2 separate regions of the Gasterosteus aculeatus genome follow, and region 1 is linked to region 2. Evidence: chromatin contacts called from public Hi-C data. All regions are on one chromosome and are shown on one strand. Each heading gives the region's core, a stretch centred on a gene start, on an enhancer-like site or on the middle of the called end of the contact. The rest is flanking DNA. Distances are from core to core; before and after follow the strand shown. Region 1 overlaps adam12b (ADAM metallopeptidase domain 12b). Region 2 holds the start of adam12b (ADAM metallopeptidase domain 12b).

Region 1 (2,700 bases), core at 88-2,587, 56 kb after region 2:
TGCATCACAGTGCACGTGCGTCCTGGATTGTTCGAGTGGAGGCATCTGTCTCTCTGCCTCTTTGTTTTTGTCTGTGCAGTCCTTTGGAAAACATTGAAACATTGAAAACAACTGTTGTGCGTTTCCGGGGGAGTTTTTCTCGCCTTCAACTAAACCGTCCGTGAGATGCTCTGTTTGTTCAGTTGTACTTTTCTTATCCCCAAATTCTCATCGGGGCTGTGATTCAGAGCTGGAGTACAACGATCACACTAAGCCGCTCACATGGCTCCATCTGATTAAAGCGTCGTAGCGTTTCAACCTCTGCGGGGGCATCTTGTATTTTTAACTGCATCCGAAGTGCTTTAGGCTGATGTAAACAGAGAGTTTTGAGTTAGAGAAGTAATTCTCTCGCTAAAGAGACTACTACAGGGCACCGTGGCTCATGAATATTGTATTGCATAAGTGAATTGTTGCTGTTGCGGTTTGAATAACGACAAGCAGGCTTACAGTGGTTGCACGAAACAAACGACTTGAGGATTGCAGATTATTATCGTATTATTGATCATTATCATTCCAATCTGACATGCATGGTCAAAATGATGTATGGATCAAATGCATCTACACGTGTTTGTTGACCCTCTTTCTTCTGGAGCAGATCTATCAAAGTCCTCCCAAAGGGGTTGGATGGCGTTGAGGTCACGGCTCTCTCTGTTCAGGCCAAGAACGCCGTACTTTCTTTTGAAGCTTGCGTGATGAGCAACGAGACCGTAGAAACAAGTAAGCGTTGCCACACCGGCTACAGTCTCAAATATAACCGCTTGTTTCAGAACGAAGTCCGACCTCGTTTGGAAGCAAAGGGCCCAAACTGCAAAAGCACGTGAAACAGGCCTTCTTCGCTCCTCTGGTTGTGTAGTGAAGAAACACTTTGGTTAGACTGGAAATATCCTCCCTGCACAGTTCTGCTGACATGACACATTGCTGCACTCCGGCCATCTGGGAACGAGTCACTGAAAACTCCAAATGTTTAAAACTACGAGGCTCTGTTGATGTGACAAAGTCAGTCACGTCTCGACTGCACCCATGAATGTTTTAAACCTCCCAGTTGTCTAATTCTCACCCACGCGGAACACTTTCCTCTCTGTGTGCGTATTATTTGACTTTCGTCCACCTATTCCTCTGAGCGTGTTGTGTTGTGGGGAGGTTTTGGTGCATCGTGTGACAGTAGCTGGAGAGCTGGTAGCAGATGTTCATCGCTGCTGTAGATTAGTAACACATGACGGCCCCTCATGCAGATAACCTTCTCCGCTCACACAGCTCTGCCTCAGAGGTGGCGGAGACAAGAGGAGGAGGTTCGGGAGCAATCGATCTCCTGCGTGCTGTGGGAATGCAGGGAAGAAACTGATAACGCAGTGCCCTCTAGTGAAACGCGTCCGTCTTTGTCTCCAGATAGCTGCTGTGCAGCTAATCCATATCCAAAGGGAGGTAGAAGGGGACGTGATATACCATCCAGGTTTCCACAGAGTGCATCTGAAGATAAGAGCCGTGCGATTTGGCGTGTGTTTGTAATTCATTTCGCGTTTTCAAATGAGGATTTTTTTTCAATTTCTGCTTTGATAATAATTTAGTACAGGTTTAATCTTCCTTTGAAATCAGTTAATTAGGAAATAAATCTCTTGTTCCTCAAGACACGTGCTTGGTCGTGCACCTCCAGCATTGGATCCTGTATCATTGAAAACAGGACAAGGCTGTTCTGTTTCGTCGCACACACACAAAATAAAATCAGCGTATGCAGTTTTCCACCCGTTGGACTAAACGTGACGTTTCTCCTGCAGGACTTTGAGAAACCCAGTGCGCCTCAGAAACCGCTTCCTGCGGACCCACTGGGGAGGAGCTCTCGACGGGGCAACAGCTTCACAGCAGCCCGGGTCCACATCCCGGGAACCGGCCCCCTCCCCGTGCCCACCCCCACCGTGCCCAGGCCTCCTCCCACCATCCCTTTACCCAACAGGTGAGTGCAGCGTGACAGCAGATCCCACGCAGCTCCTGCCTCCTGCCTGCTGGAGTGATGGATTACGTGTCCATCGCGTAAAATGTTTTGTCTCACCCTTATTCGTGATTGGAGCTACAGGGCTTGAACCACGTTTGGCACCTGGTGCACAAGAGGAGGGAGGAGAGGGGAGGAGGGGAGGTGAGGAGGGGAGGTGAAGTGTTTTCTGTTCAGTTGCGAGCTCGATCCCAGATGGTTATTCTTCCATTGAAGTCTAAATGAATGATCATTGTGAGCATGAGGGACACTTGTATACAGCGTATTTTATTTAATTTAAAGTGTATTTAAATATTCACAATTGCATCCATACGAGTGCTGGTCTGATTAAAATGGCTTTAGTTTAATTTAATTTTTTACCTCCTTGGCGCCACACCTTGGACAGACCAACCATCTTTCCTCGGAAACTTAAAATTGGCTCATTTTTAGCGTATCCTGTTTTTTGAAACACAATGTCATTACGTATGTGACTTTATAGCTTTATTACACGGCTCTAGCTTGCTCTTGCGCCTCTTATATTGTTTCAACGGCATTCTGTTCAACCCTACCTAGATTACCGTTGTGACTTGTGATTATTCAGATTGATGCTACGAGGTGCCCAAAATGAGATATTTGACATTAGCTCATACTGTCGTGGACAGCAGGTATTTGCGCTTTTAGACTAATGAAAGTCATTG
Region 2 (2,700 bases), core at 135-2,634:
CCAGAAATAAAATGATAGACCCGCTGCCAGGGAGCCGCAAGGGTCCTGCATCTGGGTGGATTGATTTCTGCCCAGAGCAAGGAACAAATGTAGTAAACCTCAGAGCTATCTCCTCATTTAAATGATGGCTGTGTTACCAGCGAGGCAATTTAAAAGAGTTATCCACATGGGAGGAATGCATTCCTGCCATCTGGGATGGTTCCAGATGATGAGCACAGACTGACAGGCAGTTGTATACGAGGAGAAGGACTCCTGTCAGTTAGCGTCGCTCTCTGAGGCACCGTGTCTCTCTCTGTGTCACATTGGTATCGCCGCTTAATATGCTGGGAGGCCCTTCGCTCCGCTTCGACCGACTCAGGTGCCCCGAGGGTGAGAGTGATATGTCTGGATTAGAAAAGGGGACACTGTACATCGAAGCTGTGGCACTCGTTGCATGCGTTGAGCCATTAGTCATTTCATTGTCAAGCCTTATTTTCTAGATGTCTATCTTCATGGCCATATATCTCATTAGCAGTACTGTGTTCCAGGGCTGTGATGTTTTAATCAATACAAATCTACGGTATCTTTCGCATGTCATCAGACACTGTGGGATATTCTTTTCAATCAAAGCAACCTCAGGTAAAGCAGGACATTTGGTTCTGTTCTCTGCAGTTTGAAGTATCAGTGGAGATGTGGCGTGAACTGACGCATGCACAGAGATGTCTGACTTTTTCTGCCCCGCAGCGGACACACGCTAAAAAAAGATTAGATTAAACTAGATTCAGGTAGTGTGCACAAAACACAGATGGGGACAGAGTGATGACTGTTTTGTCACAGTGTGTTTGTGCCTGGCTGGATACACAGATAGAGAAAAAGACGAGGCAATCTCATCACAGGGGTATTTAAGAAATAAGAAAAGAATCTTTGGGAATTTTATATATTTTTTGGGAATATTCACAAATTGAATCATGAAGTGTTTTTAGTTAATCTCGACATCACGAACGTTGTTCATGACAAAAGCACAATGTGCAGATAAGAATAGCTGAAACGTTCACAGCTTTATTTAAAATCTCTTACAAATACATTTTTTGTGAAATATTTTTTTTAAACGCTATCTTATAATCCCATCTATTTACATGCATAAATCTCATTCTACACATCGTAGTGCTTCGCACCACATTTTCCAGCAAATTACATTCCAAGCGTTGCCATAGTCACACCACGGTGGGAGGTGCGCTTCTAAAAATCCATCTATATATATGTATATATACATATATATATATGTATATATGTGTATAAATATATATATATACACATATTTATATTTATACATATATATATATATATATATATATATATATATATATATATATATATATATATATATATTTAGCCTTGGCGTATGGGTACTTGAGGAAAGAAGTTAACACAGTATTCAATTATTTGTGATTTTACCCATCCGGCTTTAGGACCCAGCGGAGCCTGAAGCGCACATGGCAGTGTGGCGGCTCCGGCCCTGGAAGGGATGACAAGTCCGCTTCACTACTCCGACATCCTCTCGCTCTGCCTCTTCTATCGCCTTTATTTTCGGTCATACCCGGTAGCCCTGCCGCGTCAGCAACATTTAGCCACCGCATGCATTTTGTACGCTTTTCCCCTTCACACCGCGCGCTCGCTCTCTCGCCGTCGCGAGGAAAAAGTTTTTTGACAGCTTCCCTTTCGGACTGACAGAGATGCCGCCGAGTGCGCCTCGGTGAAACTGCTATGACCTTTGTCTCCATCCCGTCACCTGTGTGAAGTGTGCGGTGCCGCTGCTGTCCCCCCACCTCCCCACCGCGGACCCCGGCTTCACCTCACGGCGCGCGGGCATCATGAGGACCTGGAGGCGGCGGAGGAACTTTGCCTTTCTGCTCTTCGCTCTCCGCGTCTGCTGCGTGTCCACGGCCACGGAGCACGGTGACGGCGGGGTTCACAGTGTGCGGGGGGGTGAGTACCCAACGTAACCCAACGTCACCTAACGTCACGTGTCGTTTGGACCATTCTGATGAAAACGAAGAAAAGTGATTTATTTTTGACGTATAATCCGGATGTGTGGTGTCATCAGTGGAGTTACCTTCATGTAGTTTATGGAAAATAACAATACACCAAATGAATAATCCCCTTAAAAGCTTTGTGGGAGGCTTAAGATGATGCACGCCAGTATGTGCGCGCCTGTTGTCATACGGCCCTTTGTGCTGCAATCATCTTGCAGTGCATTTTACATTTGGAACATGCAGAGGGGGGGTGTATCAGGGGAAGAGTGTCTTTATTTCATTTTTTTTAGATCAATATTGTTTTCCTGGATGGAACAATACAGGGAAGTGTTTGGATGGACGGATGGCTTTAACATCCAGGAGGATGCTGCCTTATCTTGATCTTGTAAACATAGACCAAACAGGATGTTGTTATTCATCAGCTAAACTGAATCTACTGGAGGAATAAGACAGTGATAACCGGGAATTGTCTCTAAGGGGACAGAGCACAAGCCAGGATACAAATGTTTTTGTGTGTTTGTTAGTGTATCTGTCTCTGTGTGTGTGTGTGTGTGTGTGTGTGTGTGTGTGTGTGTGCGCGCGCGTGTGTCTGCATCCAAAACCGCAAAGAAAGAAACCGAGACAAACATCCTTAGAGATTCACCCCTTTTAAGCTGTCGTCTTGTGTTTTAAGTTCTGTTTTTTATGG

Evidence for each region. Hi-C and Micro-C count contacts between places; a contact is called where the count stands out from the background.
Region 1: a contact with region 2 is called in a Hi-C map of whole body, with 8 times the contacts expected there. The contact joins the enhancer-like site here to the promoter of adam12b in region 2. A contact is called at or near these places in 5 of 6 Hi-C or Micro-C datasets (liver, skeletal muscle, tail fin and 1 more).

The regions. Positions count from the first base shown.
Region 1 is chr6:14,368,769-14,371,468 of fGasAcu3.hap1.1, forward strand. It overlaps adam12b (ADAM metallopeptidase domain 12b), which reads left to right. Exons shown (of 23, transcript XM_040179101.2): 22 at 1,812-1,987. Among protein-coding and RNA genes, the nearest start is that of LOC120820883, 16 kb to the right of the region's middle. Within about 2 kb of position 1,338, at least 1 of the 9 cell types and tissues checked has open chromatin away from gene starts, as enhancers often do.
Region 2 is chr6:14,312,579-14,315,278 of fGasAcu3.hap1.1, forward strand. adam12b (ADAM metallopeptidase domain 12b) reads left to right here and starts at 1,385. Exons shown (of 23, transcript XM_040179101.2): 1 at 1,385-1,965. The coding sequence starts at 1,851.